Regions from separate parts of the Mus musculus genome. Here region 2 is linked to region 1. The links are chromatin contacts, called in public promoter capture Hi-C maps. All regions are on one chromosome and are shown on one strand. The core of a region is the stretch at or near the end of the contact, and the rest is flanking DNA. Distances in the headings are between cores, read along the strand shown.

What was found. Capture Hi-C pulls out chosen DNA fragments and counts their contacts.
Region 2: a promoter capture Hi-C map of liver shows a contact between it and region 1. The contact joins the promoter of Pafah1b2 here to the promoter of Tagln in region 1. A contact is called at or near these places in 6 of 39 promoter capture datasets (embryonic stem cells, erythroid cells, liver and 1 more), 1 of 15 datasets of contacts at CTCF or cohesin (large pre-B cells), 9 of 484 Hi-C or Micro-C datasets (CD4 T cells, CD8 T cells, double positive thymocytes and 5 more), 9 of 115 datasets of contacts at active chromatin or transcription factors (CD8 T cells, the SCID.adh cell line, embryonic stem cells and 4 more) and 3 of 9 other capture datasets (adipose tissue, liver and pancreatic islet).

The regions. Positions count from the first base shown.
Region 1 is chr9:45,932,928-45,940,260 of GRCm38.p6, forward strand. It overlaps Tagln (transgelin), which reads right to left and starts at 3,131. Exons shown (of 5, transcript NM_011526.5): 1 at 2,907-3,131. Sidt2 (SID1 transmembrane family, member 2) reads right to left here. Exons shown (of 26, transcript NM_172257.4): 25 at 6,480-6,593; 26 at 4,930-6,389. The coding sequence ends at 6,327. It overlaps Mir7087 (microRNA 7087), which reads right to left and starts at 6,663; the gene lies at 6,594-6,663.
Region 2 is chr9:45,981,529-45,988,861 of GRCm38.p6, forward strand. It overlaps Pafah1b2 (platelet-activating factor acetylhydrolase, isoform 1b, subunit 2), which reads right to left and starts at 3,343. Exons shown (of 6, transcript NM_008775.3): 1 at 3,177-3,343.

The DNA of each region.
Region 1 (7,333 bases), core at 1,881-4,380:
TATGTCCGGCAGCTCTCTGGGGACCCAGACACGGAGGAAGGCTATAGGAGCAAAGCAGGCAGGTAGGTCCCTGGGTAGATACAGTCAGGGCTGGAGCCAGACCTAGTCAGCAGGGATAGCCTGAGTGGGATGCCATCTGTTGAGGTATCTGAAGAATTTTGCAAACCAACCCCTGCTTCTGAGAGGTCATTGGTTGAGAGAAAAATTGTGTGAGCATGGAGCAGATGACAGGCTCCCCCACCTCCTTCCCATGAAAGCGGGGACCTTCTCCACATCACAGCCGTGGAGGTGGTAGGGAGTGGAGCAAACATTACCACATGGCTCTGGTCCCGGGCCAGCTGTCAGACTCTAAACATCTTGCTTTCCCTTCCCCTGTGCTGTCACCCCCTTCAGTTATGAGTTCTCTGCTTGTGAAGTGGGAGCAAACCTGGAAGATGCAGTCTGTGAACTACAGTGCACCTGGAGCTTAATAGAGCTCTTCGAGATGGGGTGTGTGTGTGTGTGTGTGTGTGTGTGTGTGTGTGTGTGTGTATTGCAGGGTGGAAGGGAGGGGGTACTTTAACCAGTGAGTTTACACAGTAAACTGATCTTCCCTTCTCCAGTTCCCACCACCTTCTCCAAAGCATTCCCTGAGCCCAACACCAACATTGAGAGAAAAACAGAATAACCAGAAGACCTCATTGAAATGACAACCCTATAGGCAACTTACTTCCCTGAGGTGAAGGAAAGGGGACATGGACACGGCTTTCTGAGTACCCTCTCAAGCTACCCTGGAGGACTCAAAAGCCTGGTTTCTGTTGGGAAGTTGTCAACAGCTATTCCCTCCCACACCCCACTGTGTGGCCTGCCCCCTCCCCCCAACCCCCGACCACCACCACCACCAGGAACCGCTGCGACAAGGAACCACAAAAGTCACAGAGTCATGGAGCCGGTGACTGCGGAGCCCCTTCCTCCTAGCCTCTACTCAGCCTGTCTCAAGCACCTTACAGTTTCCTTCTACTCCTGACTGGACAGTGGTGGCGCACGCCTTTAGTCCCAGCACTCGGGAGGCAGAGGCAGGCAGATTTCTGAGTTGGAGGCCAGCCTGATCTACAAAGTGAGTTCCAGGATAGCTAGGGCTATACAGAGAAACCCTGTCTCAAAACAAAAAACCAAACATCACTAGCCACTAGAGGAAAAGATGGGAGGAGAGTGTCCTCACATGCACTTCTCAGTCTCCAGAAAGTTCTGAACTGCAGGACTAAGAACAAGCCGTAGCAACAAGAGCATACACTGCAGCCTTGACATCTGTCAGGTCTGGGTCAGGTCATGCTCTCAAGATTCCATGTGCCCTTCTTCCCAGACTGGTGGGAAGTATGAAGTAGAAAGTCCAAAGAAGGGCTGGAGAGATGGCTCAGCCGTTAAAGGCTAGGCTCACAACCAAAAATACAAGAAAGTCCAGAGAAGTCTCTTTGAGAAGAGGCCAGGAGAGCAAATAAAATATATATGTATGTCCAAATGCCATGATGAAATGTATTACTTTGTATGCTAACTTAAAACAAACAAAAAAACAAAACCAAAAAAAAAAATCACTATAAGAAAAATCAAGCTGTCATCTTAGAGGCAGCAGAGAGGAGAGAGGGATATGGGTGGTGGTTTGGCAGCCCACCAGGGTATTTCTAGACAAAAGCTCCAACGCAAAACACCTGCATGATGCGCAGCTTGGATGCCTGTGGCCATCCAGCCCTCCTGTCAGCAGGTAGAGAGGTTAGGCTGTGGAAAGGGGCCTCCATGTAGCAGAGACCCTGGACAACAAGCAGAACCAGGGTATATCTGCCTGTGGTACCTCAGCCCATAAAATGACAGTAAGGGTGAGCATTTCTGCATCCCTGAGAGATCACACCTAAATTCCAGAAGACTAGTCCTCTTATATAGATGTGGCAACAGCCCACTGACATCCTTTAGAGAGCCCCAAGGGGAACCACCAAGACCCTTTGGGAGGAACAGGGGTCCCAGGGCTGTCCAGTCCCAGTTCCAAAGCTCCTCCACCTGTCACCTATCTGTCACCTATCTGCCACCTGTCACCTATCTGCCTACAGTGGACTGACCTCCTACTTTCAAACTGGACCAAGCTGCCATGAAAAAGCAAACCTTAGCTGGGCAGTGGTGGCACACGCCTTTAATCCCAGCACTTGGGAGGCAGAGGCAGGTAGATTTCTGAGTTCGAGGCCAGCCTGGTCTAAAGAGTGAGTTCCAGAACAGCCAGGGCTACACAGAGAAACCCTGTCTAAAGAAAAGAAAGAAAAAAAGAAAAAGAAAATTAGAAAGAGAGAGTGAAAGAGAGAAAAGGAAAGAAAGAGAGAGAGAGAGAGAGAGAGAGAGAGAGAGAGAGAGAGAGAGAGAGAGAAAAGGAAAGAAAAAGCAGGCCCTATCCCAGGCTAGTCTGAAGCATTAAACTTCTGTGGTAGATGGAGCACATGCCTGCCACACATAGCGCCCTGGGGTTTGATCCCTAGCGCTACAAAAAATAAGATCTTTAGTCCTCCACTGCCTGAGGGGGCTACCTCCTGGCTCCCCCGAGTTGCATTAGCCCTGGGGACCATCAGTGGGTCACTGCTTTCCAGAACTTAGCCCCTCACCTTCTTGGAGATCCAAAGATGGAGTTGTTCCCTTGGCCTCATTTGTCACCTCTTTGGGCCTAACACATAGCCCATACACCTATGGGTGGGACAGTGACTGAAATTTGAGCCTCCCTCTCACCCCATTTATTCTTTTGCCCCAGTCAAATCATCCTAGGCATTTTAACCCAGACTTTTTGTCTAACACAGAGAATGGTCTCTAGGGACCCAATTCCACCCAGCAAACTAGAAGAGACTAGGGGATCTAATTGAGCCCACAGCCCTTCTGCTCCCATGACTTGCACTTACAAGGCTTGGTCGTTTGTGGACTGGAAGGAGAGTAGCTTCGGTGTCTGGGCTGGGGCAGACGGGCCGGGGCGCCGGCTGGGTGAGGGGTTTAAAGGCCGCCTAGGCAGTGATGTCACCCCTCTGCCGCCCGCTGGCGCCCCTCCCTGCCCATGGAAGTCTGCTTGGCTCACCACCCCGGGCCGCCCCACTCACTCCACACAGGCTCCATATTTGGGGAAAGACACCAAGTTGGAGCAGTCTGTCGGGGGCAGCCGGAGACATTCTCTGCATGCTTTGGAGATGCTGCGGGGGTCGGGGCGGGGCGGTGCTGAGGGCGGCCGGGAAAAACCTTTTATGGGCAGGACCCTGAAACCCTTCCTTGTTACCCGGACTTGGGTCTGCTCTTCAATGAGAAAGAAAGGGGGAGGCATTCTAGAGTTTGGCCCGACAAAGGAACCTGCAAGGGACAAACAAGCCACCTTCTTGCAAGGCTTTAAAATCGAGTTGGTGGGAACTAGTCTTGACTGCAGCCTGGCTGCACAACCAGGCACTATGCAAACGCCTTCCTTTCACGTTCCCCTTTATTATGAGATAGCAGTTACCACTCCATTTAACAGTTGAGAAAATTGAGGTTCAAAGTGGCCTTTCCAAGGCTACCAAGTGCATGGCAGAACATGGGTCATCCTGCCCACAGGTATGGTATGCTTCTAGCGGGTGCTTCTCTAGGGAGTGCCTTGTTTAGCAGCAAGTCAACCCTGGCCCCTTCTAGAGCGGTGACAATGGGCGGATGTTTAAGGCCTGGCAAGGCTGGAGACACTAGGGTAAGAGGACTAGGACAGTGTCACCCTCCCTCCCTTCAAAATAGTCCTTATCGTGAAAGATCCTACCACCTCAGAAAGGGTCCCCACTTATCTTGCACCTAGCTTCAGTGGTCTTGGGAAGGGACAGGTGAGACAGGCTCAGGGTTAGGGTTAAAGACAACTGCTATCACACCTGATGGTCTGAGTTCAGTACCCAAGACCAAACACAGTGGAGACAGAACCAGCTCTCCTCTGCCCCTATCTGTGCTATGTCTCACACACTCACTGAATGCAACTTCTTAAAAGGTAAGGCTTTAGTGGTGTCTCTGAGTCCCATCCCCAATTCTGGAAACCTCAGGAAACAGAGAGAGGGAGAGGGAGAGGGAGAAAGGAGTAGAGAGAGGGAAGGAGAGAACCCTCAGGCAGGGTCAGTCTCACCCAGAACTGGCTGCAGGCCAGAGAGGTGCAGCCTCAGACGCTCAATCCACTACAGCCAGCCTGGCTGGTTTAAGCTATTGGTGCATAGAACTCCAGCACCTCCTTGTGGCATCTGAAGGAAGGGTCATAATAAGCTGGAGCTCCTCTAGAGCTCTTGCTTTCCAGCCACTGATTACGTCCTGAATTCACTAGACAGGATTCCCCAAATCCCGTCCTTTTTATAATCTAAATAAAATCTCCCTCCTCGATGGGCACACGCCTTTAATCCCAGCACTCGGGAGGCAGAGGCAGGCAGATTTCTGAGTTCAAGGCCAGCCTGGTCTACAGAGTGGGTTCCAGGAGGGCCAGGGCCACACAGAGAAACCCTGTCTCAAAAAAAACAAACCAAAACCACCCCCCCCCCAAACAACAACAACCCCCCCTCCTCTTAGATCCTGCTTGCCATCCATTCCTGAACAGCCTTTAAAACCTTGGCCTGCAAGGGCTCTGCCCACTTGAGGTGCATCATGGCACAGCCTGGACACCCATCTGCAGAGCTGGCTGGAAAGGATACTGACGTTTACATACGTGGTGGGTAGTCAGGTGCTGTGTGCCTGCTGAAGGGAGGGGTTATCAGGAGAGGGCACAGACACACTTTCAGTATCCTGCTCCTGTAAGCAATGCTTGGAGCAAGGGTCACATGTTTACAGAATCAATGGGTGGCTTGGTGGGATCAAGGAAGGTCATTCCCAATGTAGCCACGCACAGAAACGAGACGGGAAGGCCAAAATAAATGGGACACGGAGGCTCCTGCACCTCCCAACACATCAGTAAGACCCCAAATCCCAGGTCTGGTTGTCTTTATTGAATGTACTCGTTCATAGAAAACAATTGCAACCGTAGCATGGAGGAACATAGAACAAAGCTCAGAAACAAAGACCCAGACCCGCCTCTTCTCCCAGCCCAAGAGCTATAAAAACATGGTGGAGAGAAGGAAACACATTCCTGGGGCCCACTCTTGGCATCTGGAATGGACCTGGTGGAGTGAAGGGCAACCAAGTACCAAAGTGGCCAGGGGCCTGGAGCTGGGTGACTCTGTAAACGCCAAGGACCAGAATGGCCAGGGGCCAGAGCTGGGTGACTCTGTAAACGCCAAGGCTCTTAGGCCTACGTGACTAACACAGAACTTGGCTAAATACTGGACGGAAACTCAGAAACCAGCCCTGAGTCCTTTGGTGAGACAGGGCCAAGGACACACAGGGACCTGGCATGTTCCTCCCTTTCCACGACAGGCACTGGGACTCCTGCTCCCGTGAAAGAGGCAAAAGGGACTGTGTGCTTGGCACCGTTCCGTGGCCTCTAGACATTCTTGGGCAGTGTCAATGGCACTGAGAGGCCCCCATCTGGGGCTTGGCAGGACTGAGGGTGTGGAAGGGGACAGTGAGTTGCCACTTCCCACCAACCCTAGTGCTGGCATCATTCTAGTGGCTGGTGGGATGAGGTGGCCTCTGAATTCAGTCCCCGATCAGAAGACTCAACTTGGGCTGGCCCTCACTGCTGAAGAGCCAGCTCCAAGCACAGGTCAGGGAGGAGGGTCGTACCTAGGCCCCTTGCAGGCCTTAGCACCGAAAGCCTGGCACCAGCTGGCCAGCCCCCAAAGTCTCCTACCTGCATCTGTCCTGGCAGGTCAGAGTGGGCAGTGATAGCAGCCAGCTACAGACCCAGGGAGAGCTTAGGTCCTGGTGATGGACAAAGAATCAGGCACCAGACTGTGGTCCTGGACAGAGCATGGGAAGAAGAAAGGGCTGTGTGTCCTAAGCTGAGAGGAGGGAAGGGATGGGCAGAATGCAAGGCATGAAATGGGACAGGACATTGCCTTCCCACCTTCCTCTCCAAAGGGACAAATGGAGAGCCAGTGGATAAACAAGACAGATGGACAGACTAGGGTCCTGGGGAGGACCCAACACTGAGAAGAAAGCAGCAATTTGGCCAGTGTCTGGGGAATGCGGAGCAGGCCTCCTCCTCCGCAGAGGCAACTCCAAGGCTCAGTGCCACCAGGAACTATCCTGAGTCAGGCCTGGGCTGGAATCTCGCTGTCTTGCCACGACATCCAATGCTGGGCAGCAGAGCTGGGACTCATACCCGTGGTGTTCTTGTGGCAACTGGCAGGTGATGCAGAGGCAGGCGCTAGGCCTGTGAGGTGAAGCCTGGACCACAGATGCTGCTAGAAGACATAGATCTTGTCCCGCTGTACTGTGTCCAAGTCGTCATCCAACGTCAGCAAAACCTAAGGGTGGGTGGAGGGTCAGATCCTGGGAAGGAGAGGCTGTCTGCTCTACCATCCCCTCTGCCCTCAGGCCAGGCACATCCCACATACCAGGAAGGACCCAAACATGGCAATGGAGGACAGGAAGTGCCAGATATCGTGGTCATCAAAGAAGTCGAGGAGGATGCAGTCGCGGTTGTGCTCCCTGGACTCTGCGGGGGTTTTCTGGCAGGGGAGAGAGCCAGCAGCCTACTGAGTCTGCTCTGCAGAGACCAGCTCCACACCTGCCTCCAACCCACTCCATGGCACCCCCTGGTCCCTAACAGGAGAGCATCCCGTTCTGGCTCATGCCTCACTCTGGCCCTCCACAGCTAACAACAGCTTTTCTTAAATACACTGATTCTGCTCCTTCCTCCAGACCCATCTTCCCTTTAGAGATGTGGGCAGCACACTGTCATTACAGCTTCTACTCAGAAAGCCAGGAGGCCCAGAAGCCCCAACTCACTACCTGCCTGGGACTTGGCCTTGCTTTCAAAATACCTCAGGGTAGGTTTCCTGCCAGTGACTACACTAGGTCATGCTGCGATGCTCCTGTCCCTCCCCGCTCTGCCCACCTTGCTGCCACACACATCTTCTGACCCTGTGTCGGGTACATCCTGTGCTGAGGCCACAGACCAAGACACATCTGACCCCATAGAGCGCTAGGTCTTTGCCAAGCTCCCGAATCAGTGTGTTCTCATACATCAAAGCTGCCTTGGTCATTCGGCCCTGTGTGACAACAGGGTGACAGTGCTCAGGTGACACTGCTAGTGCTATGTAGCTCTATCCATGGGACTTTCTGGCCATGAGCAAAGTCTGCCTCCTTCAAGAAGCTCCCAGACCTCCTGACTTAGAGGGCTCGCTCGCTCGCCATCCTCTTCTGCACACTCCACTACCCTGACTCCGCTGCTTGCTCACTCGCTCGC
Region 2 (7,333 bases), core at 2,093-4,592, 49 kb after region 1:
GGGCACCACATCTCACCACATCTCATGTGGTGGCTGGTTGTGAGCCACCACATGGTTGCTGGGAATTGAACTCAGAACCTTTAGAAGAGCAGCCAGTGCTCTCTTACCACTGAGCCATCTCCCCAGCCCTCTACTGTCTCTTCTTTTTAGGCCAGGCCTGAGACAATCCAGAGGTCTAGCCAAACCAGGTGTTAGCACACACCTTAATTTCTCTGAGCTGAGGCCAGCCATGTCTCCTGAGGCAGCTAGGGCTGTTGTACACAGAAACCTTGTATCCATAAAGAGAGAGAGAGAGAGAGAGAGAGAGAGAGAGAGAGAGAGAGAGAAAGGGAGAAAGAAAGAAAGAAAGAAAGGAAGAGAAAGAAAGAAAGAAAGAAAGAAAGAAAGAAAGAAAGGAAGGAAGAGAAAGAAAGAAAGAAAGAAAGAAAGAAAGAAAGGAAGGAAAAGCCAAAAGAAAGAGAAAGAAAGAAAGAAAGAAAGAAAGAAAGAGAGAGAGAAAGAAAGAAAAGAAAAGAAAAGAAAAGAAAAGAAAAGAAGGAAGGGGAAGGAAGGAAGGAAGGAAGGGAGGGAGAGAGGGAGGGAGGGAGGGAGAAAGAAAAGAAAAGAAAAGTATGAAAAGCCTAAACCAGGCATATGGTAGCACACGCCTTTAATCCCTGCACTCGCACTCGGGAGGCAGAGGCAGGGGGATTTCTGAGTTTTGAGCCTGGTCTACAGAATGAGTTCCAGGACAGCCAGGGGTACACAGAGAAACCCTGTCTCGGCTGTCAGCTGGTAAAGCACCCGCTATACAAATTTAATGATGCCCATTACTCTACAAAGCTGTTCCTGACCTCGGACACTCAGTCACTGTGCTTTAGGGCATGTGTGTACACCCACCTCCACATCATACAAATATAATAAAAAATTTTAAAAGCATAACATTTTGGGAGACAGGAGATGAGACAGTGGTTGAGAGCATCAGCTGCTCCTGCAGAGGACTAGGGCTCAGCATCCATACTGTGGTTCACAACCATCTGTGACTCCGGTTTCAAGAAACCTAGCGCCTTCTCCCAGTCTCTGTTGGCACTGCATACATATGATATGCATACATGTAGGAAACACATTCATTCACATAAAAATAAATAACTTTTAAAAACCCAGACAATTTTAAAAGTGAAGAATGAATCAAGAGTTATCCAAAGAGTATCCTACTGAAGTTAAAAAAAAAAATTACAGGGATTCCTGAACCATTTTCCTATCATAGCCACCTTCAGGAGAGTGGCTCACACCTTTAGTCCCAGCACTCAAGAGGCAGAGGCAGGGGATCTCTGAGTTTGATGACAGCCTGGTCTACACAGTGAGTTCCAACACAGTGAAGGCTTCAAAAGAGAAACCCTGTCTCAAAATGAGTGAGTTTGTATAAAATGAGGAGGGGGCTGGATAGAGCTGGCCCAGCAGTTAAGAGCAGGTACTGCTCCTCCACAGGTCCTGGGTTTGATTCCCAGCACCCACATCCCAGCTCCTGACTGTCGTTTGCTCCACCTCCCAGAGGTAGTACCCAATCCCTAGGAGTTCAAAAACTAAAAACCAACACTTCCCACCTCACCTTACTGGGTCAGAATAATCTCCTTAGCCAGGGAACTGCAGGCTTCCTATGAAAAACTAGCAAGGAGGCGATAAAAGGTGGGCAACTGTGTACATTTCCATGAAAAACTATTTTGCAGAGCAAACTTTGTTGTCCTTCAAAAATCTCCAGGGAGAGAAGGCAGTCCTAATCCTAAACTTTCTATCTTCCCCACTTAATTTAGACCTCAACGACACAGCACAGCACCGGACTCTCTACACTAGTGGTGTGGAAGTCAGTCCCAACAAAACAACTACAACCCCTCAAGCTCAGCCGGGGTGTGTGTGTGTGTGTGTGTGTGTGTGTGTGTGTGTGTGTGTGTGTGTGAGAGAGAGAGAGAGAGAGAGAGAGAGAGAGAACCTAGAAGCTTGCTGAGACTTTTGAATGAGAATGAAAAGATTTAGGATGCTTCCATTAAGGCCTGAGGCTTTTCATTTTGCTTCAGAGAGTTGGCAGAATTATTCTGAAGAGGAAGGCAAGCCTCGTCCAGAATGCCCTGCCCCGGTCTCTGGTGGGCGGCCCCCCAGGATCCAGCCCATCCATAATTTATTATCAAGTGCCCATGCCAACAAATTAATGCACAATGATTCCCTCCCCTGCTCTCCCACAAGGAGGCAACCTTTAAGTCTGAACAATGTGCCCAGAGAAGGAACTGACGGGCAGACACAAGCCTCATCCAAGGGAAAGATAAGCTTGCATTTTTCTCTTTTCCACACCTTTTCCTCTGGCCCATTCTCTCCACTCAACTCAACGCTGTAGAAAATGCAAGTCTAGGACCTGCTCTTAGCGTCTTGGTGCCCTTCCCTTTGTCCATAGCCACGTTCTTCAGAGACGCCAACGCTTTATGGCTTTGGGTTTCCTTAAGATCCGTATATACATGATGAAAGGCAACGTCAGCCTGGGAGCTATGGAAAGGATAACGAGTCACTCTGCCATGAGTAACTCAAACCTGGAGACCACAGGCTCTGACCCGCTAAGTGGACATGGACCACAAGGGCTGGGGAGAGGAAACACACCTCCAAGGAAACTACTCACTGACAGATGTACCTGGCTGGCGGTAGGCCATCGGCCAAGTCACCAACGCCTGGGCCTCGTCGCCGAATGAAGTGGGTGACCCTTAAGGCTAGCCTCTACCAATCCTTTCAGAGCCCTGACACGGGTCTTTGGGAAGTATAAGCGAAGGCAACAGAGAAGTTTCGAATGAGGAGACAATTTTCGACGAGAAGGGCAAAGAGCGTGATCCGTTAAAAAAAAAAAAAAGGCACAACCCAGTCACAGGCTTGGGCCTAGAGGTCCCACCCCGGGGATGGAGGGAAAAGGCGACAGCTGAGGCAGGAGGCCGGGCCAGGGGACCCGCGGGCCGCTCAGCCGCTGGCCAGGGTGGAACCAGGGCGCCGCAGGGCAGCGGCGACGGCGCGGGGCCCCGGAGGCCCTGCAGGGCGACAGCGCGGGGCGCGGCGGGGGAGGGGCGGCGTGGGGGAGGGGAGCCGGGCCTCACAATACCGGCTCGCCCGCGCGTCCCACCCGTCACGACGAGGCCCCGGCTCCGCGGTCCCCACGATGCACTCACACAGGCAGAGGGTCCGTGCGGGGCCCTCAGCGGCTGCGGCGTCGGCGGGTTGCGCTTCAGTCGCTCGCTTGATCCCGACGGCCGCGTTCCGGCGCGCGTCCCCTCCTCGGGCCCCAGCACCAAGCAGCAGCGCCTCCACTTCCGGTCCCCCTGCCACTCGGGCAAATGGCTTCCGGAAGTCCCGCCCCTGGCTGCGGGGCTAGTTGCGGGGCGGGTGCGCCTCACTTTCCCTCGCAGTGCGCGCTCTTTGCTTGGCGCACAGGTCTACCGTCCCTGCCAAGTACTGACTTTGTTCTCTTTCTTTCCCCGACTTGAGCCTCCATCTTTCCTGTAACTGCCTTCCTGTCCTGATAGGATGACGGAAACTATCCGGAGATGGCCTTAGAGACAGTGTAGCTTGACCTCTCGCTGACGCTACTCCCTTCTTAGCCACTGATTTCCTCCACCGATGGGATAAACCAGATTGCAGAGAATGGGGAGAAATAGGCCCGAAGTTAAAAGGGGCAACCCCTACATTTACCAGCAGAATTTCTATGATGATACTCAGAATTGTGTGATAGATACCACTCGGGGAATAACAGAAACCCCAGTCTTTACCTTAGAAATCCATCCAGTTTAGGGGAGTACATAGAGAGTCAATGTAGAGATTAGATGCTAACGGCTGGATAAGTGCAGGACAGATCAGCGCCAAGAGGAGGGGCAAGAGATTGCGTCATCATTAGCAGGGAAACTTGGTGGAGCAGTGCCAGGGCTGGCTCTTTAATGATGGATAGGATTCATTCAAACTCATAATAGTGAATTGCAGAGCATTCCAGGACTCTGAAACTGATTGAGAATGTTCTTGAAACCTGTAAGCCTAAATTATCGAGATAATAAAATAAAATTTCAAATCACTTATGTGCTGCTTGTATTATCTCGAATGCAAAATAAAAATTTCAAGATAATGACTTTGTCACTGCCTCCATAACTCTTCTGCAGATATTCCAGTTACATATGGTACACTAGCAAGATCTCAGTAAGTGCTGTTTTAAGTGTTTTGATCAAGAGAATATCGTAAAGGGTTATTTAAACAGTTTAGTATTAAATACACTGTTAAGAGAAACAACTTGAATTGGTTTCCAATGATAAAGCCCTATGTCTGGGTTGTTTTTGTCAATGACACAAATCAGGGTCATTTGAGGAAGGGAACTTTAAAAATGCCTTCATCCGATTGGCATGTAGGCAGTCTATGAGGGTATTTTCTTGATTAATAATTGATGGGCGTATCCCACTGTGAGTGGTGCCACTTGGCGAAGGTGGCCCTGAGTTGAGTTGTATAAGAGCACACAGTCAGTCAGTAAGAAACGACATTCTATAGCTCCAGTTCCTACCCTGACTTCTCTCTGTGACAGCTGTGATCTGAGAGCTGTAAAGGAAGTAAGTCCTTTCCTCTCCACTTGGCTTTTAGTCATGGTGTTCCCCCTTCTCTCTCTCTCTCTCTCTCTCTCTCTCTCTCTGTCTCTCTGACACACACACACATTTTGATACTATCTTTTATTCATAAGAAACCTTGATTGATTGCTTGCTCTTAAAATGAAAAACGTAGCCCAGGATAGCCTCCACTTCACTCTGCAGCTATGAACGTAGGACCTTCCTGCTTCCTCCCTTCCTGGGTGCCACCATGCTTGGGTCTCACACAGTCCTTCAGGATTGAGTACAGGGCTTTATGCGTCTTAGACAAAAACTATCAACTGAGCTACATTCTCAGCTCTACAAAACTTTTCTTCAAGCCCTTAAGGCTCCTCATTTTTGGTTGTACTATAGATTGAACCCAAGGAGACATTCTATATTTGAAAATCCTGGGGGTTGGCGAGATGGTTCAGCAGTTAAGAGCACTGACTGGCTGGGTTGTGGTGGCGCAAGCCTTTAATCCCAGCACTTGGGAGGCAGAGGCAGGCGGATTTCTGAGTTCGAGGCCAGCCTGGTCTACAGAGTGAGTTCCAGGACAGCCAGGGCTATACAGAGAAACCCTGTCTCAACCCCCCCCCCCCCGCAAAACAAACAAACAAACACACAAAACAAAAACAAAAAAAAAAACAAAAAAAACCAAAGCACTGACTGCTTTTCCGAAGGTCCTGAGTTCAAATCCCAGCAACCACATGATGGCTGGCAACCATCCGTAATGAGATTTGATGCCCTCTTCTGGTGTGTCTGAAGACAGCTACAGTGTACTTACATAAAATAAATTAATCTTTGGGCTGGAGTGACTGGGACTGGAGTGAGTAGAGGTCCTGAGTTCAATTCCCAGCACCCACATGATGGCTCACAACCATCTGTATAGCTACAGTGTACTCATATACATAAAATAAATAAATAAATAAATCTTAAAAAAAAAAAAAAAAGAACGCCGGGCGTGGTGGTGCATGCCTTTAATCCCAGCACTCGGGAGGCAGAGACAGGTGGATTTCTGAGTTCGAGGCCAGCCTGGTCTACAAAAGTGAGTTCCAGGACAGCCAGGGCTATACAGAGAAACCCTGTCTCAAAAAACAACAACAAAGAAAAAAAAAAGAAAAGAAAGTCCTGGGGCTGAAGAGATGGCACAGTGGTTAAGCGTACCTACTACTCTTGCAGAGGACCCAAGCTGGTTTCCCAGCTCCCATATCCCATGGCTTACAACACCCTGTAACTCCAGCTCCATGGGACCCAATGCCTTCCTCTACACTTACATGCATGTACCCACATGACACATGTATGCGAATGATTAAAATAGCATATTCTTTTCCAGTGAAGTAGAATTCTAAGTAGTTCCTTCAGCTGTACAATGACTGCAGCAGTGTGCTCGAGGCTGACAGTGACAGGCTAGTTAGGCACACCCAGGGGCTTCATGCTTTGCTCCCCTTGCCGAGCAGCCTTGAATAGAATTTCACTGACGGCTTGGCCTGGGGGTGGTTACCTGCCATAGTCCCAGCCACTGGGGAGACCGAGGCAGGAGGGTCACTTTCTTTCTTTCTTTCTTTCTTTCTTTCTTTCTTTCTTTCTTTCTTTCTTTCTTTAGGTTTTTCGAGACAGGGTTTTTCTGTGCAGTCCTGGCTGTCCTGGAACTCACTCTGTAGACTAGGCTGTCCTCGAACTCAGAAATCCGCCTGCCTCTGCCTCCCAAGTGCTGGGATTAAAGACGTGCACCACCACGCCCGGCTTAGATTTTTTATTTTGTAACCTTTATTTTAGGTGTATGATTGTTCTGCCTTATGTCTGTCTGTGCACCATGTGCACACAGGGCCTGTAGAAGCCAGAAGAGGGCATCAGATCTCCTAGGACTGGAGTTACAATTGTGAGCTGTCTGTCATGTGAGCTCTGGCTGTGTGTCCTTGGGAAGAACCACCCTGAACACTTGTTTGTTTGTTTGTTTGTTTGTTTTTGAGACAAGGTCTTTCTGTGTAGCCTTGGCTGTCCTGGAACTCCTCGGTAGATCTGGCTGACATCAAACTTATAGAGATCCAAGTGCCTCTGATTCCCCAGTGCAGCAGGGATTAAAGGCATGTGCCACCACTATCCAGCCACAACCACTGCTCTTAACCACTGAGTCATCTCTCCAGCCCCAGGAGGATCTCTTTAGCCCATTAGTTTAAGAACTGGATGGATAATATAGCTAATTAATATAGCATACACACACACACACACACACACACACACACACAGACACACACACACACACATTGTACCTACCCTTCAAACAAGCCCATTGCTAAGAATCTATTTGAGAGACCAGCCATCTCACACCTGTAATGCCAATACTAGGGAGTCTAAAACAGGAAGGATGTTTTCAGTTCAAGGCCAATTTGGGCTACATAGTAAGTTCCTGGCCAGCCTTGATTATAGAGATGCTGCAGCACCCCCCAAGCCCCCACCCCCTGCAAAAAAAAAAAACCCACAAAAATCTATCTTGTAACAATAAAAAAAATGACAATTATTATTTGTTTTGTGCCGTGTTCTGCTCCTTACATAATAAATTTAATTCTTTTGTCATCTCTTTCTTTTCTTGACACAGGGTCTTACTGCATAATCATTGCTAGCTCACAACTTACTCTGTAGGACAATCTAGCCTTGAACCTGCAGGTGTTCTTTGTTCTCTGTCTACAAAATATGTAATTCTTTCAGCTCTATGGGTGGTGCCTACT